2 separate regions of the Sus scrofa genome follow, and region 1 is linked to region 2. A link is a contact called in public HiChIP or PLAC-seq data. All regions are on one chromosome and are shown on one strand. The core of a region is the stretch at or near the end of the contact, and the rest is flanking DNA. Distances in the headings are between cores, read along the strand shown.

The links. HiChIP or PLAC-seq counts read pairs in DNA pulled down with a chosen protein or histone mark.
Region 1: a contact with region 2 is called in an H3K27ac HiChIP or PLAC-seq map of alveolar macrophages. The contact joins the enhancer-like site here to the promoter of ABHD8 in region 2. A contact is called at or near these places in 1 of 5 promoter capture datasets (fetal liver), 9 of 47 Hi-C or Micro-C datasets (embryonic fibroblasts, epiblast stem cells, fetal skeletal muscle and 5 more) and 2 of 2 datasets of contacts at active chromatin or transcription factors (alveolar macrophages and skeletal muscle).

The regions. Positions count from the first base shown.
Region 1 is chr2:60,602,730-60,608,522 of Sscrofa11.1, reverse strand. No RefSeq gene overlaps it. Among named protein-coding and RNA genes, the nearest start is that of CPAMD8, 30 kb to the left of the region's middle. Within about 2 kb of position 3,467, at least 3 of the 83 cell types and tissues checked have an H3K27ac peak or open chromatin away from gene starts, as enhancers often do. A contact at or near this core is called in alveolar macrophages, where this site is marked.
Region 2 is chr2:60,376,231-60,382,370 of Sscrofa11.1, reverse strand. It overlaps ABHD8 (protein ABHD8), which reads right to left and starts at 1,680. Exons shown (of 5, transcript XM_021083570.1): 1 at 1,463-1,680; 2 at 1-317. The coding sequence starts at 309. It overlaps DDA1 (DET1- and DDB1-associated protein 1), which reads left to right and starts at 5,385. Exons shown (of 5, transcript XM_021083567.1): 1 at 5,385-5,538. The coding sequence starts at 5,536. MRPL34 (39S ribosomal protein L34, mitochondrial) reads left to right here and starts at 3,404. Exons shown (of 2, transcript XM_021083568.1): 1 at 3,404-3,632; 2 at 3,816-4,467. The coding sequence starts at 3,559. The coding sequence ends at 4,029.

The DNA of each region.
Region 1 (5,793 bases), core at 2,218-4,717, 220 kb before region 2:
CTGTGACCTACACCACAGCTGTAGCAACTCAGGCTCCTTAATCCACTGAGCAAGGCCAGGGAACAAACCCGAGTCCTCATAGATACTAGTTGGGTCCTTAACCTGCTGAGCCGCATAGGGAACTCCTGCCTTTTTCTGATAAAGGCCCATCCAATTCTCACCAGTTACTTCAGGGCTTTCTCACGATTCTTCATGCCTCTCCCAGTCCACTCCAGTTCCTGTACATGGAGGCCACAGCTCTCCCCTTGAATCGAGGTAGGCTAGGCAGGAGTCTGAAAGCTGCTTCTTGTCCAAACTCACTAAAGGAACTCAGGCCAGATCGTGATCTGTGCAGTGAGAGGGCCACCCCAGGAGACAGGTGGTCCCTGGCACCAAAGCCACAACGCCCTCTTTTCCGTGGAAGCCCCTTCTTATCTCTGGACCCTCTGTTAGCTTCCTGGAGCTACTGTAACAAATAGCTACAGACTTGATGGCTTAAAATAACAGAAATTTATGGTATAACCACTATGGAAAACTGTATGGAGGGTCCTCAAAAAGTAAGAACAGAACTATCATAGGATCTAGCAATCCCACTCCTAGTCATATATCCAGAGAAATCCATAATTGGAAAAGATACATGCTCCCCAATGTTCATAGCATCTGTATTTACAATAGCCAAGATATGGAAGCAACCTAAATGTCCACCAAGAGAGGAACGGATAAAGAAGATATGGTACATATACACAATGGAATATTACTCAGCCATGAAAATCAATGAAATGCCATTTGAAGTAACACACATGGACCTAGAGATTATCATATTAAGTGAAGTAAGTCAGAGAAAAAGTATCTTATGATATCATTTATATGTGGAATCGAAAAATACAAAAGAACTTATTTGCAGAACAGAAACAGACTTACAGATTTCAAAAACAGAGTTCCTGCTGTGGCTCAGCAGGTTAAGAATCTGACACAGTATCTGTGAGGATGCAGACCCAATCCCCAACCTCACTCAGTGGGTTAAAGATCTGGCATTGTGGCAAGCTATGGTGTAGGTTGCAGCTGCAGCTCGGATCTGGCATTGCTGTAGCTGTGGCATGGGCTTCAACTGCACCTCCAATTCAACCCCTAGCCCAGGAACTTCCATATGTCACAGGCACGGCCATAAAAAGGAAGAAAAAAGGATCCTTCATTTAATTACTTCTGCAAAGACCCTTTTCCAAGTAATTCACCCAGGTTCTAGGGGTGAAGATAACTTTTCAGAGAGCCAATATTCACCCCCACTGAGGCCCCCAGACCAGGTGTCTGCCTGAGCTTCACCAGTTGTTTGGGTAAATCTCATTCTTTTTATTCCCATTCCAGGTAGTGCCCCAGACAGTGTCCCAAACCCTCTCATGATGCAGAATTCTCTTTGAAGACCAGCAATCCCAGGATTGAAACCTCCACCACAGTTAACTACCACTTGAATGTTGCACGTTACATAATCAGACAGGCTGCACAAGTCCAGGCCACTGTCCAAGGTGTGGAGCTGAGAGGTTCCAGGACAGAGCTGGGGCTAACACCCAACCCATATGATGCCAGTGCAGCAGTGAAATGTGAAACGAAGTGTGCCAAGTCATAAAGGGTGATGATATTCCAGGATACTTGCCACAAAAATAGTGCCCACGAGACTGCAGGTGAAAGAGAGGCACGTTACAACTGTATATTTCCACTTCGTTTCTGTATGAAATTCGAATGGAATTATTTGCTCTGAAATGTGAGTCCTGCTGATCTCTCACAGGTGACAGTTCTGGGTGATTCGCCACGCAACTCTGGATGATCTCAATTTTCTACAAGGAACCTGTCAAAAAAAAGTCCCTAAGGTATAAGAGATACTGAAACACGAATACAATCTGTGGTAGTCGCTATTTTATTCTTTCTTCTAAGCAAGCAGAGACATGAGTGATTTCAGCTCAATTGATGGGTGGTGGCAGCAGCTGGGCGTAACTGGCCAGAGGGCTGAAAAACATGGACACTGGAGAGCCGGGGACTTGCTGCCCCCTAGAGGCCATTTGGAGAACCCCAGCGCCAGGACCACAAGAGGGAAGATGGAAGAAAAGCAGAAAGCTGTGTGAGACCCCTCTGAACAGAGCTCTGGTTCCTGCAATGCCGCCCCCCCCCCCCCGCCCCCTGCGCCGCCATCTCCTCCGTGAAGACCTGGCCTCATAGTGGCCTCTCATGGGTGCTTTGCTCCTCCACCCCCAGCCACAGGCAGGGGCGCTGTCCACTTTGAGCCCCCAATTCACCTTTCAACCAACCTGAGTCCCATCCCCTCCACAGGACTGCCACCCAGCTAAGAAGGACTTTGCAGAGAGCAGGTGCTCCATCTCACCTCCCAGTGAAGAACCTGGCCCGAGAGGGCACCTCAAAGATAAACTGAGGCATGAGTGACCTCAAGACTGCCTCTCTGTGGCCTCTTCCTTCTGGTCCCATCCCCTCCATCTACTTCAGTCCATTCTGTGCTGACTACAGGTTCCAACATAATATCCTGCAATTCCACTTCTGCATATTAATGCAGAGGAAACAAAATGACTAACTGGAAAAGATATTGAGTGATTATGCACCATGTTCACTGCAGCATAATTTACAATAGCCAAGACATAGAAGCAACCTAAGTGCCCACTGACAGATGAATGGATAAAGAAAACGTGACATAGTGGGAGGGACTGGGAGTTTGGGGTTAGTAGATGCAAATTATGACATTTAGAATCGATAAGCAATGAGGTCCTGCTGTACAGCGCAGGGAACTCTATCCAGACTCTTGGGATAGACCATGATGGAAGATAATATAAGAAAGGGAATGGATATATATGACTGGGTCACCTTGCTGTCCAGCAGAAATTGGCACGACATTGTAAATCAACTGTACTTTAATTTTTTAAAAAAAGGTGAAGCCCTCATGAATAAGTGCCCTTAACAAAGAGACCCCAGAGAGCTTCCTCTCCCCTTCCACCACACGAGGACACAGAAAGAAGATGCTGTGGGTGAAACAGGATGCAGGCCCTCACCAGACACCCAATCTACTGACACCTTGATCTTGGATTTTCAGAACTGAAATACAGTTTCTGTGGTTTTTAGGTTGCCCAGTCTAAGATATTTGGTTATAACAGCCCAAACAGTAAGACAACCTGTTCTCAATTCTTTTGGGTATATAACTAGGGAGGGGAATTGCAAAGGTATTTAAGAGCAGAAGGAGTGTGTGAAACAGCTCTGATCTTCAGGAAGTGATGAGAATGGTAGCAAATTTTGTTCTCAGGCATGTGAAGGTAAAATTCCGTCCCCCCATAATGAAAAGTCAGAAGAAGGAGCTGGCACAGTTTTGGTGTGATGGCAGATCTGGAGTGCGTTGAGGGGTGAGAGAAAATCCGGGGAAATGGGAAGAGGTTATAACTCCCCCCCCATAGAGTCAGTCACTTCCTTCCCTGTGTGCCTCCAGAGAAGAGCTGCGTCACCATGGTGATGACATTCTTTGGCATCATTTCATTGTTTTGTGATTGCTTCCCCACCAGTGCCCTGACAGCAAGATTCTTAGAGAAGATTTGAGCCCTGCAGTTTCTTGTCTCTCATCTGCTATGACGGCGTCACCCAGCCTCTCCTTCTAGAAGCTGTCACCAAATTGACATGAGACCACCGTTTTTCTGATTGTGGACCTGACCTGTGTTCATTACCAAAAAATGGAAAATGTAGACCAGGAGGACAGAAGCTCACTCATGATCTGTCACGCAGTTCATCACTGTTGGTGGATTCAGTGTTCAATTCTAGTCAGCGCACTCATTCTATAAGGAGTCTGGGGAGGTCCCTCACCAATGCAACATTTTGTCCAACTCCTCACAGGCCTGCCTCTCCAGCAATAGTGGGCAGCTCTTCTTTGGCATGAGAGCAATGCACAAAAAGCCCAACTATTTCTTGGCCCACAAACTCTCATTCAAAGTGATGACACCCGGAGTTCCCATTGTGGCTCAGTGGTTAACAAATCCTGCTAGGAACCATGAGGTTGCAGGTTCAATTCCTGGCCTTGCTCAGTGGGTTAAGGATCCGGAGCTGTGGTGCAGGTCACAGACACGGCTCGGATCCCGAGTTGCTGTGGCTCTGGCATAAGCCAGTGGCTGGAGCTCCTATTGGACCCCTAGCCTGGGAACCTCCATATGCCATGAGATCAGCCCTAGAAAAGGCAAAAAGACCAAAAAAAAAATTGGTGACACCCTTTGCAATAGCTAAGACATAGAAACCACCTAAATGTCCATTGACAGATGAATGGATTAAGAAGATGTAGTACAGGAGTTCTGCAGTGGCTCAGTGGTCAACGAATCTGACTAGGAACCATAAGGTTGTTGGTTCGATCCCTGGCCTCAATCAGTGGGTTAAGGATTCCAGTGTTTCCATGAGCTGTGGTGTAGGTTGAAGACGTGGCTCGAATCTGGCATTGCTGTGGCTGTGGTGTAGGCCAGCAGCTATAGCTCTGATTATACGCCTAGCCTGGGAACCTCCATATGCCATGGGTATGGCCCTAGAAAAGACAAAAAAAAAAAAAAAAAAGATGTAGTACATATACACAGTGGAATACTACTCAGCCCATAAAAAGGAAAGAAATAATGCCATTTGCAGCAACACGCTTGCAGCTAGAGATTGTCATACTAAGTGAAGGAAGTCAGAAAAAGAAAGACAAATAGCATATGATATCACTTATATATAGAACCTAATATATGTCACAAATGAATCTATCTACGGAACAGAAACAGACTCACAGACAGAGAGAGCAAACTTGTAGTTGCCAAGGTGGAGGGAGTGGGATGTACTGGAAGTTTGGGGTTAGTAGATGAAAATTATTATATTTAGAATGGATAAGCAGCGAGGTCCCTATATCCAGTTTCTTGGGATAAACATGATGGAAGAGACCATAAGAAAGGTAATGGACACACCACACACACACACACACACACACACACACACACACACACACAACTGGGTCACTGTGCTGTATAGCAGAAATTGGCACAACGTTATAAATCGACTATTCTTTAATTTTTAAAAATGGAGGGAAAAAATGGTGTCTGCTCTGAGTCCATTGGAAAAACTACATCCTTTTACAATTTAGATTTCCCACTTTACTTTTAAGATCAGGGTCAGCAAATCTTTTCTAGGCCAGATGGTAAGTATTTCAGGCTTCGCAGGCCAGATAGTCTGTCCCAAAGACTCGACTCTGCTGTTACTGACTGAAAGCAGCCACAGACCTTAGTACCCACGTGGCTGTGGCTGTGTTCCCATAAAACTTTATGTGCAGGCATAGGAGGAAGTCCAGGTTTGGCTTGAAGTCTGTCGTTAGCCAACCCCAGTTTAGATTTTTGCAGGAGGTTGTTCTAATTCTCAGCCCAGTCATGGCTGAGAAGCAGTCACACAGAGATGCCATCTGGTCTTTTCTTCTGCAATGAATGAGATCCATGAATGAAGCTGAGAGAGATGGTGTGGCTGATAGAGGAGAGGAGGCATAAGGAATAGGCCTGCCCCATCATAGAGGTTATTACATAGAGCAATTCCAACCACAGGGTCACTGGACAATTGGGTTGGGAGAGCACTACTGGCATCTGGTGAGTGTGTTAGAAACAGCAGAGACTGGAGCAATGAGATCTCAAGCAGGTTTATCGACCAACAGAGTGGCCAGGAGCACTGAGCAGAGAGAACTCAGGCTCCCCCCCATTTAAAGAGCAGTTAGTTATGTAGGGAAAGGGGTAGTTTCTATTTTTAGCACAGGTTTCTGATGGAGTAGGAAACAGGGGA
Region 2 (6,140 bases), core at 431-2,930:
CCCGTGCAGGAGGTCAGCTCGTGGTGCCCGGCCCAGATTCTCCACCAGTAACCGCCCATTGCGGTACACAGTGATTCTGCGCTGGCAGCGGACCAAGCCGGTTTGGTCCCCCTGGGCAGTGTCCGACAGTGGTGGAGATGGGGTGGGGGCTGGAGCGGGTCCAGCATGCTTCACCCGCAGCACTCGGCCAGGTTTGACTTCCACAAAGGTGTAGCCATCGCTGGACTCCACGCTCTCCAATGGCCCCACTGCATTGGGTGGCGCGCCTAGCAGGCAGCAGAAGATCCCATCGGTCACCCCGGTCAGCATGGTGTGTCCTGTGAGTTGGGGGGTGACAGCCAGGTCAGAAGCCGTCTAAACAGGGGGACTTCCACTCCCATAGCACCCACTCCCCACACCTGGGTCAGGTGAGTTTCACTGGGAGGCCTCTGTCAAGCACTGAGACAGTGGTGGGCCACCCTCCTGGGCCAGCCTGGTCTGTCCTAGAGAGAAGGCTGTGGCTAGGGCTAACACCAAGAGGCATCCATAGGGAAGGTGGTGGAGTGGGGGTGGGGGGGGCTTCCCTGGAGGAAAGGGCACTGTGGCAAATGTGGCCCATTCCTGGGGACACTTCAGCTCAGGTATATACCAGGTATGCCTTCTTAAATCCTTTCATTCATTCGTCCATTCATTCATTCATGCACTCTTTCATTGACTGAATTTCACTAAAACAGCATATCCTGAGAGCTCCAAAGGCATCTAAAAAGGTGCATACCCCAATAAGCCCCCATCCCAGGCCTCTAAACATGGCTTCTGAAAGGTGTGGCCCTGAGCTCCAGAAGGCCCAACTCCCCAAGACCACAGTGCAATGGGTCTGTTTCACAGACAGACAAGTTGAGGCCCAGACACTCTGCTGCTGCTCTGTCCCCACTGGTCAATACCCTGGCTTCTGGGGAATCTGACACACAGCCCCCGGTGGTGGAAATGAGGATGAAGAAGGTAAAGCCCTGGCGGGGGCCTCCAGGCCACCATCCTGCTCCTCAGGCCACCCCCCCCACCCGTGTCCATGGCAACTGCAGGCTGTTACATAACTCGAGGGGGATACCCGCGAAGCGCACCCCCATTGTTTAGGCCCTGGAGATGGGACGAACCCCTCCCCATCCCCATCCTGCGCTCCGCGAGGATAATGAAAGCTGAACGCCCGGCCCATACTTGCTGATGAGGGGGGACCAGGCCGCACCCCCTACCTCCGGCAGGGTTCCAACGCGGGATTGCGGAGGGGGGCGCAAATGCGCCACTCCAGCCCCCTTCACAGAGCCGGGCCCCCGCCTCCCCGGTGCCCGTCAGCACTGTGGCGGAGTCGAAGCCACCGGGTCTCCGCGGCTTCCTAAAAGCCCGAGGGCAGGTTTTGTGGACGCCCCCCTCCATGGTGAAAGACCCAGGGGCCTCGATGTCCCCTTCCCGGGGCCCGCTCCTTGCTCACCTCATCGAGGGCCCCGGGGCCCGGGGCAGGGCAGAGGTGTCGCGGGCGGAGAAGCCAGCGTCCGCTTGCGGGCGCCGTTTACATGGTTGCGCGGGGTTGGCCCAGGCGCATCTACACGGGCGGGCACGGGCCCGGGGCGGTCAGCGCGGGGACATCCCGCTGCTGCTGAACAGCCGGCCCTTTAAGTGTCTCCCTTGAAGGGGCGGTACCGTGCGCCGACTGACTGGCGCCTCGGCCAGTCGCAGCTGCGGAAAGACCTGGCCTAGTTAGACTACCAATCAGAGGCGGAAGCTCCGGAGTGAGGGCGGGCAATTGGGGTAACGGCCCCGCCTCCCACCAGGGCTTTTGGAGGTGGAGGGAGGGATTAGGCCTGGTCCAGAACCGAGAAGGGGTCTCAATCTGAGATCCTGACAGGCGGCAGTCGAAGCCCCCTGCACTGCAAATAGGATCTCCTTGGCCGGCTTCTGCCTTCAAGCTGCCCTTCAAACGGAGCCCCCATACCCCTCTCCCTGTGCTATAACCTTTCCAATATACAATGTTCCAGATCCTTGCAATTTCAGTCGGGGAAACCGAGGTGCATAAAGGGCACAAGTTTACAAGGCAAGATGAGGGGCAGAGATGGGACTTGGAACCACGGCTTTGTGATTCCAACTCCTGCAAATTGTTATTCGTTAAATCATTAAACAGATGTCTTGGAGCTTTGGGTAAATAGGGAATTGGAATTTCACAGATAGGCCAACTGGTGGCCAATTTAACTGGGAGCTGTGGTCCCAGCTGGAGTCAGAGAGGCCATGGTCCAGCCTCTGCCTTTTGCTGATATGTGACCTTGGGCAAACCCCTTTCCTGAGACTCCACTTATTTCTCTATGAAATTAATCCCCTCATAAATTTGCTATGCAGGTAAAACACTCAGCAGGGAAAGTGCTTCATACATTACTGGTGTTATTATTGTACTGGTGTAGTATTGCAGAGGTTTGCAAAATGGTGGTTCAGGTAGGATGGGCTTCAGAGGACAAGGGGTTAAGCATCCCTTGCCCAGTCCTATTCCCTGGAATTTGCTGCCAGAGTTGGATTAGGTCCAGCCACCCACTCTTGCCCACTCAGGGTGCTCCTGGGAGACTACAGTTTATTCATCCAGAAAAAAAAATTCCCCTCCCCCTCTCCAAGCGGGGAGGATGCTGGGGTGCCTGCAAGTCTGGCTCTTGAGGACCCCCTCAGCTTCAGGGAGAGTCTGGGGAGAACTGGGGTTGGGGGGGCAGTGTTGAGCCAGAGGGAGGGGCAAGTCTGGAGAAAGGGGAGTATCTGAGGAGGATTTTTAAAAGATGAATAGGAGAGCACCAGCCAGAGGAGGGTATAGCTGAAATTTAGGATGTGTGTGTATGTCTGTCGAGAGGAGAGTGGGCTTCAAATGCCTGGCAGTGGAGCTGGATATTTTCCCGGGGACTATGGGGAGCCAGAGATGGTATGTGAGAAGGGAAAGGGTTCATATATGAATACTAGAAATTTTCTCCTAAGGTCTGAATGGGGGTACGACCAAGGGCAAGCTTGCAACCCTTGGGTTTTACAGATTGAGAAACTGAATAACCACCCAAGGACATACGGCCAACTTGAACTCAGACCGCCTGGGCTCACAGCCAAGAGGCAGAGACTTGGCTGGGGCTAAAGGAAAGCTGCCAGCCAGCTGTGTGCCATCTGCCTGGCTCCCGCTGGGGGTGGGAAATTCAACCAGCCGTCTCCTGAGGCTGCCACCAGCTGCGCCACCGTCACCCAAGTGTACCCTCCTCGGGTCTGCAGGAAAAGAAACTACAACTCCTAGCAGACCCGGGGACTTAATGCTCTGTACGCAAGCGTCTGCTGAGGAGGCGCCGTTCTCCTGCCACCTGCTGGTCCATCTGAAAAATTACATGCGCCTGTGTGCAAGGACGCTCACGCCTAAGGTGTGGGCGCGCAGACGTAGAACTACAATTCCGGGAGGCCCCCGCGGCAAGGAAGGCTCCGCTGTAGGAAAAACTACAACTCCCAGAAGTCCTCGTTCGCAGCTGCGGAACCTACGGGTTTCGGAATAGCTGCCACTGGACGGAGTGCCGGCGGCTGGACATGGCTTTCTTGGCTAGATCCGTGGGTCGCCTCTTGGACCCCGTCAGTAGGTCAGCGGCGCTAGTAGGTGGCAGGTGAGTCCTCAGTGGGTCCCCTTCCCAAATCTGGGAGTAAGAGCGGAGTCGAGGGGCTGACCCCAGCTATTTACCAACGACATGACCTTCCTTCCAATGCCTTGCGAACTCGAGGTTGAGCGCCACGCAGCAGTCACACAGCAATCTTTTCTGACCTTTCTCGCTTTTTCTCTGACCGGGCAGGTGGCTCCAGCCCCAGGCCTGGCTGGGGTTCCCGGATACATGGGGACTCCCCGCCATGCAGCAGACCCGGGGCAAGGCGCGCGGGAACGAGTATCAGCCGAGTAACATCAAACGCAAGCACAAGCATGGTTGGGTCCGGCGCTTGAGAACGCCAACCGGGGTCCAAGTCATTCTTCGTCGCATGCACAAGGGCCGAAAATCATTGAGCCATTGAGAAGGGCGACGCTGCCGCCTGGACCCCTCATTAAATCATTTCCCTCGCTTAGCCTGTGGCTGTTTTTGTGGAGAGCTGGAGAGCAGGACGACTGGGATTCGGACGGACATGAATATCCCTCACATTGGCCCAGGGGAAGAAATCTGGTATTATACTGGAAAAAGGAGTGGAAGTCAGACCTTGCCCGGTGCTTTTTTACGCTTTTGAATTAGGAAGAATTTCGAACTTAACGCAACAGTCTAGTGACCAATTACCCACAACCCATCCTGCCCCCTCCTGAGATGCAAATCTCAGGCGTCAGATTATTCTGTAAATATTTCAGAAGGCACCTCTTCAAGATAAGGGCTCTTTAATACATATTCACAAAACTTTTCACAGCTGAAAAAAAGTTATCAGTTCTTTTAGTCATTGAAAGTCTAATAAATGTTCACATTTTCACTTGTGTTGTAAAATGTCGTGATTCCCACGGTTCTAGGAAGGCTTGTGGAGAGTTGGGAGGGATATGAACCCAACCACCTGCCCCTTGGGGATGGGCTATGTGACTTTGAGCAAGACCTTAACTCTCTGAGGCTTATCTGGCTTCTACAAAATCAGGTGCTCGTTTCTCCCTTGCTGTGTTGTTGCTGGAGTAATAATACTAACTTCCCCTTAGTAACCTGAGGAGTACTTCCTCAATAAATCCTTGTTCTGTCCAGGCTGTCAGGCTGGTGAGGAGTTGGGAGGTAGATTCGTACGCAGGCAGTTTGGACATAGTGGAGTCAGGGCTGGTAAGAGGGTGGTGAGGGCTATGGGGCCATGAGGAAGCACCCGACTTGGCATTGGGAAGAACACAGGGAAGGCTTCCAGGAAGAGATGGCAGGGTGTGGGAGGGCCGAAGGAAGGAGGGACTAGAGAGGGGTCAGCATAAAAGGTGGACGAATTTGGCTGGAGGGGCCCAGGATATGGGGCCGAGGAGGTGGGACTGAACCCTTGGGGTAATGAGGAGTCACGGGAAGTGTTCGAAGAAGAGTCTGGGTTGTCAGTTCAAAGATAATTCAAGCAGCTAGTGTGGAATAGCTTAGATATGCTGAAACCTAAGATTGGGACCCTGGGGAGGAGGCTGAGAGTGTCATGGTGGGTCCCCACCTCCGGGACCTCCAGGTGCCGCAGACTACAAATTCCAAGAGGCTTTGGGGGCAGCCTCCGCCCACTTCCGGAGTTCGCTGCCCCTCTCTTGCAATTCCCGGGCGGGGTTTTGCTCCCTCAACCGAACTTGACCACGAAGGGAGGAGGCGTGACGTCCAATGGGCGCGTGACTTAGTTAGATCAGGCCAATGGGAGCGCGCAAAGACCTTATAGCCTAGAGGCGGGGCTAGAGGGCGGACCAATGACGGACGGGCGGCCACACCATCAGTGTGGGCTGTGCGGTGGCTGGAAGTTACTGTGCGGCGGCGGCTAAGAAGGCGGCTGTGGTGGCGGCGGCGGCAGCAGAGACGGTGGCTGAGGAGGCGACGGAGGAAACAGAAGATGGTGAGGGTGGCTGCCGGGGCCGTACTCCCCCCTTCTCTTGACAAAATGGCGCCGCGGGCCCACCCACCCCCAGTAATCCCCCTGGCCCCTCACCGTCCTGCCTGGCCCCCTCTAGCCCGGCCCGCCCCTCCCTTTGACCCGTGCCCTTCGACCCCTAGACCCCTGCTGCGAGCTTCCTGCTGACCTCGCCCTGGCTCCATCTCCGACCCCTGACCCACCTAAGCTTTCAGGCCCTGACAAGTCATTCATTTCCGGGTCGCGGTCCCCCCGGAAATAGCCTAGGGGTGGGTATGGGGTCCCCCAAGACCCCCATCTCAGGTCCCGTTCTCCGCGCGGTAGGCCTGGGCTTTTCCAGTTTGAGAGGGCTTAGGAGGCCGGCCTGAGCGTCGGGGCGGGGAAGGGGCTTGATGCCTTGACGTGCGGGGCTTTGTCGCCAAAGGAAGTGCGACATCGCAAACTGCCCCAGTCCCCCGACCCCACCTCCAGATTTCTGCCCTGACCAGCTCTAAGAGGGAGTAACTTCGTCTCTCCAATCACCAGGCCCTACCTCTGTTAAATGGGGGTAGCAATAGTTCAGACCTCATACGATTGCGATAATTTAG